3 separate regions of the Mus musculus genome follow, and all the other regions are linked to region 2. A link is a contact called in public ChIA-PET data. All regions are on one chromosome and are shown on one strand. The core of a region is the stretch at or near the end of the contact, and the rest is flanking DNA. Distances in the headings are between cores, read along the strand shown.

What was found. ChIA-PET counts read pairs in DNA pulled down with a chosen protein or histone mark.
Region 1: an RNA polymerase II ChIA-PET map of memory CD8 T cells shows a contact between it and region 2, with 10 read pairs. The contact joins the promoter of Zfp867 here to the promoter of Rai1 in region 2. A contact is called at or near these places in 1 of 39 promoter capture datasets (embryonic stem cells) and 2 of 115 datasets of contacts at active chromatin or transcription factors (extraembryonic endoderm stem cells and memory CD8 T cells).
Region 3: a contact with region 2 is called in an RNA polymerase II ChIA-PET map of memory CD8 T cells, with 11 read pairs. The contact joins the promoter of 2310033P09Rik here to the promoter of Rai1 in region 2. A contact is called at or near these places in 1 of 39 promoter capture datasets (pre-B cells), 1 of 484 Hi-C or Micro-C datasets (CD4 T cells) and 3 of 115 datasets of contacts at active chromatin or transcription factors (effector CD8 T cells, memory CD8 T cells and pancreatic cancer cells).

Annotation. Positions count from the first base shown.
Region 1 is chr11:59,470,917-59,473,903 of GRCm38.p6, reverse strand. It overlaps Zfp867 (zinc finger protein 867), which reads left to right and starts at 1,430. Exons shown (of 4, transcript NM_178417.3): 1 at 1,430-1,563. The coding sequence starts at 1,537.
Region 2 is chr11:60,103,504-60,106,701 of GRCm38.p6, reverse strand. It overlaps Rai1 (retinoic acid induced 1), which reads right to left and starts at 1,689. Exons shown (of 6, transcript NM_009021.2): 1 at 1,308-1,689.
Region 3 is chr11:59,206,596-59,209,657 of GRCm38.p6, reverse strand. 2310033P09Rik (RIKEN cDNA 2310033P09 gene) reads right to left here and starts at 1,297. Exons shown (of 7, transcript NM_024210.2): 1 at 985-1,297; 2 at 793-838; 3 at 607-689; 4 at 458-530; 5 at 265-350. The coding sequence starts at 1,229.

The sequences.
Region 1 (2,987 bases), core at 181-2,680, 630 kb after region 2:
ATAAATTGGCATTGGAGTGCTTCACCCTTTAAAAAAAAATTATAGATGTGGCCCTTCATTAACTTCTATTCGAAGCTGGGCAGTGGGGGCGCATGCCTTTAGTCCCAGCACTTGGGAGGCAGAGGCAGGCGGATTTCTGAGTTCAAGGCCAGCCTGGTCTACAGAGTGAGTTCCAGGACAGCCAACATTACACAGAGAAACCCTGTCTCGAAAAACCAAAAAAAAAAAAAAAAAAAAAAAAAAACCAAACAAACAAAACTTCTATTCAACATTGCTATCTTAGAGGAGTGCCTTCCCTTTTAAAGCTCAGGCTAGCTCCTTGTTTTGGCCAGAGCTCTCTAGATGAACAGAGCTGATAGTATATATATAATTTATTAGAGTGCTTTACAGGCTGTGGTTCAGCTAGTTCGATACTAGCTGTCCCCCAACAGAGAGCTGTGGGCAACCCATGGGGACGGATGTCTCTGTTGGTCCTCAGTAGACACTGGAACCCTAAAGAAGTAGATTCTAATAGCAGCAAAGGCATGCTTTGGTGGCAGGGGAGACAGACTTGCCAATGGGAGGGGAGACAAGCAGGTAAGGAGCAGGAGCTTCCTTCTTCCACATTGCATCATATAGCCTGTCATGAAGGTGTGCTTCAGGGTTAGAGTAGGTCCTCTAACCTCAGATGATCCAGTCAAGAAAAATCGCTCACAAGCATTCCCAGCCTCTCGGGTTTTAGTTGATTCTAGACGTAGCCAAGGTGACAACCAACAATAGCCATTACAGTCCTCAAGCTAGGAAGATTATGACATCTAAATTTTTAAAAATGAGGGCTCTGGCTCAGTTGGCAGAGTCCTTGTTTAGAATACAAGAAGTCCTTAGCAGGATCCCCAGTGATGCATAATAGCACACATGTCCTTCTAGCACTCCAAAGATGGAGGCAAGCAGATCCGGGGGTTCAAGGCTGGCCTGAACTGTATTTGAGGCAAGCTACACGAGACCCTCCCTGTCTCAATGTATTCACAATAAAAATTTCAAATAATTGTCATGTTAGGAATTTCCAGTTGTAAATAGCATATGTGTGTGTGTGTATGTATATGTGTATATCTATCTATCTATCTATCTATCTATCTATCTATCTATCTATCTATCTCTATCTCTATCTCTCTCTCTATCTATCTATCTATATGTTATTGTTCCATGGATATGTTTCTGTAGGTAAAGTACAAGTGTGTCCTGTCCTGGCAGGGCCATTGCTAGAGTGCAAACAAATCTTGTCCCGTAAGTATCTCTCTGTCAAAGGTTAGATTACATCCCTAATCACTCAAGGATTGGGGGCGTGTCCAAACCCTTCGTCTATCAGAGTGGAATTGTCCAATCAGGCCGCAGCTCGAGCGGAGGGGCGGGGCAGGATGCTTTACTCTCGCGGTGTTTGGTTCTTTTCACTGTTTAGTTCTTGTTCAGGTTCCGTTTCTTCAGGTTCTATGTCTGGCTCACAGTTGTGTATGGTGGCTCCGCTGTAGCTAGCGTCCTTATGAGGTGCAGACGACGACGATGCGGGACAGCAGAAATTCGGAAATGGTGAGCGTTCCGGCCGACGCTGGCTACAGCCAACCAGTACCAGCCGCAGGGAAGGCCTCCGTAGCTGGTGTCTGCGGCCCGATCCCGGTGCTGTCCGGTGTCCTGGGTGTCCTGGGTCCCCTCGCTTCCCATCTGCCCTCGCGGCGGCCTGACCGACTCACCTCAGGACTTGGGGCGTCATGGCCGACCCACCTTAGGACTTGGGACGCTGGCTTCTTGGTTGTGGGTTCCCGCCCTTCAGCCATGGCTGGGCTTTCCCGAGTCTTGGAAAGTGGGGTCTCAATCTATTTACTCTTCGCCTGCCTGTCCCACGCCCCCGTGTTCACAGTGAAGTCCCAAAATTCCAGTCTTTAGGGCCGTCCCCCCGCTAGTCTCAGGACATCGATGGTTGGTTAGTAGGAAAAAGCCGAGAGAGATTTCGTCAGTGCGGGCACCGTAGAAGCGGGACAGATGAAGGGTCTAGGACACTCCTACCCCAATTGATCTTTGGACAGGAGCTTTAGGCTTAAATAGAGGAAGGCCAGACCAAAAAAAAAAAAAGCTTAAACACAGCAGCCTAATGTAAGGTGGGCCCCGCCCATCTTTGTCTCCGCTCATTTGAGACCTGAAGGGGACTAGGTGTTTCTCTGGAGATAGCTCCTGCTTCTGTGAAGGGCTGTCCTTCCATGAATCCTGGGTGACTGCAGGTTAAGGACCATAACTTATCTCTGTGCCCTCAGCGGCAGAGTGAAGGCCGGGATGCCAGGCGGTCATCCCGCCTTTATTTGTGGCTGTATGTGGATACACACACGTGTGTGGGTGTCTGAGGAAGTCAGAAGACGGTGTCAGATTCCCTGGAGCTAAAGGTATGGGCGGTTATGAGCTGCCCCAAAGTGGTTGCTGGAAACTGAACTCCATCCAGCTTTCTTCAAGAGCAACAAATGCTCTTAACCACTGAGCCATCTCTGCAGTGCCCCCCGCCCCCAACAGTTTCAGTACCAGTATTTTCAAATGCCAACTTCTACTGTAAAAGGTTTTAAAAGTGACAACCATTACTGTTTATTTTCGTTGCTAAATAAATAGAAATTGACACAATATCTTTTTCATTTCCTATTAGTAATGGTCCCAGGTTCAGAACTGCCAGATGCTGACAAATTTCTTATAGCTGCCATATGTCCTAGCCTAAAGTTGACCTTTCATCATCCACTTAGACAGCAGCCTGAGATCTGGGGTGAAACCTCTTCGAGGAGCAGCTAGAGGACCTGGAGCTGGAGCAATCGAATAGTCCTCATCTCAATAGTTCATTTTTTTCCTTGTTTTTTAAATACTTATGTATATGAGTACCCTATTGTTGTCTTCAGTACACCAGAGGAGGGCATCGGATCCCATTACAGATGCTTGTGAGCTACCATGTGGTTGCTGGGAATTGAACTCAGGACCTCTGG
Region 2 (3,198 bases), core at 440-2,939:
ATCGCGCTGGCGCCTCCACATCACAGCTTGCCTGGCCCCACTCTCCACCCGCCTCCCCTCCCAGGGCAGCAGACAACTAAAAAAAGATAAAATAAAAAGAAGTAATTCCCCTGCTCTGACGTCAGCTCGAGGTCTTAACAGCCCAGCAGCCGCATGAAACTAGATTGCAACCAGATGTAATGCCCTTGAATTCTCAACACAGCACTGCCGTTGGAAAAGGGGGTGGGAGGGGGCGCGGGGCCCCGCTCGAACCGCGACACAAGCGCTGCGGGAGTGCGTGCGGTGGGGCTGGGACGCGCCGGCCTGGGCTCGCCGTGCAGGCACGCAGCCTCACGTCCCCAGTCCTTCGGAGCGTAAGACGCTCGGGTTTAATCCATTCAGAGTCCTCAGGTCCTGGGTTCCCGGGACGCAGGCACAGCTCCTGGCTGCACTCCCGCCCTGCTGTGTGAATGAGCGACCGGGAGCCCCAAGAGGAGCTAGCTAGCTGGTCGCTGGGAAAAACGGGCGCCCCGGGAAACTGGGGCCGCCGCGACCTGGAGCCTGCCTTGTGTTTCGCTTCCCCTCTGCTCCTCCTTGAAGGCCTCCAGTTGTGACCAGAGCTCCAAATGTCACCTCCCAGCCCTGCCAAGCCCTCGCCCCTGCCGCGCTCGGCCCAGTATCCCCCCCCCACAGGTCTTCTTGCCTCCAAAAGGCGTGGGACTCGGCCTCGAAAGGGCCCACGGGCCTGGCCGCCGCGCCGCTTTCGGAAGGGCACCAAGCTCGCGTGTCCCGGGCTCCAGCCGGTGGCGTCACCCCAAAAGGCCCGTGCGCCCAGGGCCTGGCCACGAAGGGACTCCTGGGTCGCGGGGACCGTTTCCTGGTCAGTGCGGGGCCTGCGCACAGGCCCAGGCGGGGACACGCGGCGACCGCCGCGTCCTGTGTCACCACGAGCGGCCCTCGCAGTCCGGACACCCGGGAGCAGGCTACACCCCGAGCCTCCGGCTCCCCGTCCCCACCCAGAACGCACTCACAAAGCTCCCTCGGGCCCTCGCTGCACCGCCCCACGTCCCCGCCCCACACTCGGTGACACTGGGCCTCAGGTCCCAGCACCGGCGCCCGGCGGGCCACCGACTCTCCAGAATCCCCTCATGCAGCTCCTACACGGCCACCAGCGGCCTCACGCCGGCGCCACACAAAGCCAGGCCGCGCGACCCCGCGTCCGCGCCCCACGCGCGCTCGGCCCCCGCCCGGACCCCTGCCCGCTGGGTCCCCACGCCTCGCGCCGCCCCCGCCCAGGTCCTTGTCCCCGCGCCGGGCTCCCCGCTCACCTCGGAGCCCGCGGTCACTCCGGGGCCCGGCGTCCGGCGCTGCGACTTCGCGGCCCGGAGGCCCGCGCGCCCATGGGTGTCCGGCACGACGGCCGCCCGGGCGGGAAAGAGGGTGGGCCGCGGGGCCCCTTCCTCGGACCTCGACAAGGCAGCCAGCTACCCTGGCCACCGCCGCCACCACCGCCACCACCGCCTGGCTCTGCAAGCGGCCTGTCCGAGCCCAGGCGCGAGCGGGGGTGGCACCGGGGCGCCGGGAGCCGGCGGCGCGCGTAGCGGGCCCTGACCGCGCACCCTGCCGGGCCTGCCTGATGCCCGCGGGAGCCCGAGAGAAATGCGATCCCCTCCACACAGGAAGAGCGGCGGGCGGGCGGGCGACGTGCGGGGGGAGCAGGAGAGCGAGAGCGCGAGGAAAAAAGTTCCCGGGCGGCCAGGCAGCTCTCGCTCGTGGCCTCGGGTGCCAGGTGGGCCGTTCGCGCCCCGACAGCGCCCCCTGGCGCCCGCGCGCCCCACTGCACGCCCCATGTCTGTCTGGGGGCAGGGGCTTGGCAGAGGGCCTGAAGGTGCAGCCCGGCGAGAAAGGCCTGGGGACAGCCACAGGACATGGTCTGCTCATCACTCGCTGAGGATTTTGGACTTAGACTTGGGCCAGGCCTCTCCCCGTCCCCCGCTCATTCCACCACCATGTGGCCCTCACCTGTGACTGTTTCTTTGGTTGGAGAATCCGTTTCAAATTTCCTCAAGTTAGATGTAAAAAATGTAGTCACGGCACATGTGGCACCTTGTTGGGTACCGAAGCAGTGCGGTTCCTGCCTGTCAAGGAGCTGGCATTGTGTAGGGGAGACTCAGACAGCCAACAATGATCAGGTCCATAACGAAGATAATTTTAGAGCGAAATAAGTGCTAGGAAGAAAATCAGCAGGTGCAGTGATGGATTTAGCTGCGAGTGAGAGAAGGCCTGTCTGAACAAATCGCTGAAGAGCAGGAAGGAGCCTGCACCAGCAGCGCATGGAAGAGCATTCTTTGAGAGGAAAAGACAAGTGTGGGTGCCCCGAGGCAGGAGTGCTCTTGATGAATAAGCACAAGTGTAAGGAGGCCATACATACCCAATGGGATAAGAAGTGGGCATGTTAGCCAGGCAGTGGTGGCACACGCCTTTAATCCCAGCACTTGGGAGGCAGAGGCAGGCGGATGTCTGAGTTCCAGGCCAGCCTGGTCTACAGAGTGAGTTCCAGGACAGCCAGGGCTACACTGAGAAACCCTGTCTCGGAAAACCAAAAAAAAAAAAAAAAAGCATGCTGAATTTTAATCCAAGGTCAGGGCCTGTAGGACTACAAAGAGCCTAAAGGCAGCCTCCTTAGTGCTGTGGGAAGTAAGCCACCAACAGATTTTAAGTAAAAGAATTTTGAATGGATTTGTAAATGAACCGATTAACTTATAGACAGCCCCATGAGCCGTGGCTACCCCAAGGCTTCTGCTCCCCTCCTCAGGGTGGCATGAGTTACCTGCTTCGTCGAAGTCTGAGCCATTCATCAGGTCAAAGCACCCAAGTCCCCAGGTGACTTGACACAAGTGAGTCAGTCACCCTTTCAGTCCTGTTTCTTCATCAGGAGTGTGAGCGTTGTGCTAAGTTCAGCACCTTTGTCTTCTTGTAACAGACACTTCACCCCTTCTGCCTCATCCTATACATCCTGACTGCTTCTCTCCTAGCCCACCACATCTATGAAGGTCCTTCACTTATACTGACAAAGCCGAGACCCACCCTAGGTCCTCCTTACTGCCTGGCGGGAAACACAAATTATAAGCGGAGAGGAGGGCAAGTGGGCACTGTGTTGTTTCAGGCCTGCTTTCAACTGTGACTCCAGACCTGGTTTCTGAGCATGGCATCTTTATT
Region 3 (3,062 bases), core at 48-2,547, 900 kb after region 2:
GACACACGTACCAGCTTGTGAGAACTCTGAGAGATCAGCCTGCTGTCTACCAAATGCTGGGATTAAAGAAAGTTGTGTGCCGCCCACCCCACAAGCACCTCCCACCAAACTGGCCAGTATCATGGTCCTGAGCGTCACCCTGCTGGGTCACCTATGGCAGCTACTGAGACTCCAGCCCAGAGATGGAGGTCCGCCTACTTCAGTCAAACTAAGAGAGCTAAGGCAGTCTGCCCCTTTATGCACAGGGAGGCAGACTCAACTTACTCCGGTTCGACCTTGTCCTCAGCGCGAGGCTTCTTCCTGGGAGCAGTTGGGGCAGTGCTTGGGCCTTCGCTGTCCACACGGTGGTGCTGTATGACATGAGTAGCCGTGGTGAGGAACACCCAGGGAATCCTGCCCCACATCTCAGACACCTCTAAACCCCAGGATCCTGTGCATTGGGCTTGACAGGGTTTACCGTGAACACTGACAGCCCAAGTTTGGCAGCCTCTTTGTCTTCTCGGGATAGCGCCACACGGCCCGCGGAGCCACTGCAGGGGACAGAGCATTTGAGGACAGTTCTCAATCACCGCCCAGGCCTACCCTGGACTCCCCAACTAGCCTAACCTGGCGCTGCCCAAGCCCAGGAGCCGGTCCACGCCCTTCTCCTCGGGGTCTCCTCCTTCCCGTTTGCAGATCTCCACGAAGTCCTGCGAAAGCAGGGTAAGATAGGAGGTTCTAGGCCGAGACAGACGGACCCCCCCACCCCCCCCCAACCACCCCGCGGACCTCGAACCCATATCTCAGACTCACCTCCTTGCTCAGGCCGGTGGGCTGTTTCCTCACGTTCTTGTAACCACTGCGAGCAAAGGTCAGGAATGCTCATCAAGGGTCTGGCCCCTCGGTCCCCTTCTTTCCTGTGCCCCGCCCACATCCAGCCCCGCCCCAGGGCCACCCAGATCCCGCCCTCGGGGCTTGCGGTCGCCCCGCAGACCAGGCACTTACAGTGCGGCCAGCAGCGCCTCACGCTCCGCCTCGCGCACGGCTGCCAGCTCTTCCTCACGGCTCGGGCCGGTACACGGCGCGCGGTCCTTCGCGTACCAGGTGAGGTCGCGGCCCTTCTGCCAGCGGCCTACTGGCGCCATCAGCGAGTTGCCCAAGTAGTTCTCCCTCTGCTTGTCAGTCTTCACGTCCTCCCAATTGAACTGGTCTTGTCCGCCACGCACGCCACCGCGATTGGAGCCGAACATGGCGCTGGAGCCACTGCACAGCCTTCAGTACCCGCGGTCTCTAGTCGGACTTCCCGCAGCACTCCGGACGCACGCCGTGACGTCACTCTCGCGCCCCCGCGCGCGCCTGCGCTCTCGCTAACGTGCCCGTGCGCCTGCGCACTGCGTATCCGAGGGCCTTATCAATCAAGATCCTCTTTCTAAAGGGCGTTCAGGGCTTCTCTGGCGCATCCTTCATCCTAGTGCCACGTGCGCCTGCGCAATAGCTCCTCAAAAAGGCGGCTGTGCTATCCCACCTGATAACTCTCGTGTGAAGGAATCTCGGTGGAAGGGGACACTACAAAACCTTAGTGACACCAGGAGGGGCCGGCCCCTTGCTTTCTGGAAAGCCAAGAATGCTAACTCCAAAGGTCCCGGGTCACTGTTGAAACTAAGTTAAATAATGGCAAACCTTCACGGAACAGAGGGACAGATAAAGTCACCAAAGAAACATGGATTCACTCTTCCATGCTCTGGGTGACAGAATATGCGTATGTGACATGAAAGCCAAAGCATCCCTAAACCAGAGCGATCTGTGTTCTCTGCAGGTGAAGCTTTACTGGGCAATTTACTGAGGCTGCGCCTCAAAATGAACAGAAACTGAGCTACATCTTAATGACAGATCACTTGCTTAACATGATGGTCTTGGGTTTCATCCCTAGTCTGAAAAAATACCCATCCTGGAACTCTCTAGCATCCCAAATAGACCAAGACAGCCTCATTTTTATGTCTTCATCCTGAACACGTTGAGTACCTGCCACAGCTTGTGAGGCTCTTGGTATGAGCCCTGAGGTCATGGCCTGGCTTTAGAGGACACAGTTGGGACAGATTCCTCAGAACAAGATCATACTCGGGATGAATGGATGGTCCCAAGGGGAGCTGCACAATAAAGTGGAAACGTATCCTTTATTTGCCTGATGTAATTGTCATTTCTGAAGCTTACCGCCTCTGTCTGCTAACCCAGGCCTTGTCCTGGAAGCTTCTAGCCTCCATACAATCTTATCTTGGCCTAGAATGTTTTCAACCTCTGAGACCTATTGCTGAATAAGCTCACCCTTTAATGCTCTTCTGAACTCTATCTAGCTGGGTGGTCAACTCAGCTATTCTGGCTCAGACTCCTCCACACTGAATGATTCAAATTGGCTTCTTCCAGCTTCCCCCGAATTGCTCTGCTTGGCCTCATACGACCTTTGGTATTATGTTCTAATCTCTGGCTCATTTTCTGGCTCGTTCTGTCTTCACCTGGCTAGTTTGTTCTTTCTCTGCAACCTGTCTCTGTACAATGGTCCCAGTAAACTGCCCTCTCCTATTCTTTCCCCTAAGTCACTTCTTTCCTCTCTGTTCTCATGAGAGATAGGCATATCCTATTCTGTCAAATCTCCCTGAGTCACTGGAAATCACTTTCAAACATGGGTGCTTCTTTCTAACTAAGTTTACCTTCATTGGGATTAAAGGTGTGTACTAAGGCTGAGGCACACAATTAGAAATGTTTTTTTCCAGTAAACAACAAAATCTGCAACAATAAGGGAGCATCGGTCAGTCATGTGGGCCACAGCAAAAGAAGAGCATACTAGCCGTCTCCTAGGAAAGGTCTCCAGAAAGCCAGGGAGCAGCTTCTGGGCCTTCACCTTTAACCAGGCCAGGTATGCTTAGGACACGGAAGGTCGAGCTGCATGGTCAGATCACAGAATGCATACTAGGTGACGCTAAGGAGGAGGTGGACTATGGGTCTGGGAGGTCACGGGACAAATGTCTAGAACGGTTCTAAGGCCTGTGCATCCTTGTATAATCACCTATTCTAGTGACACCCAGAAT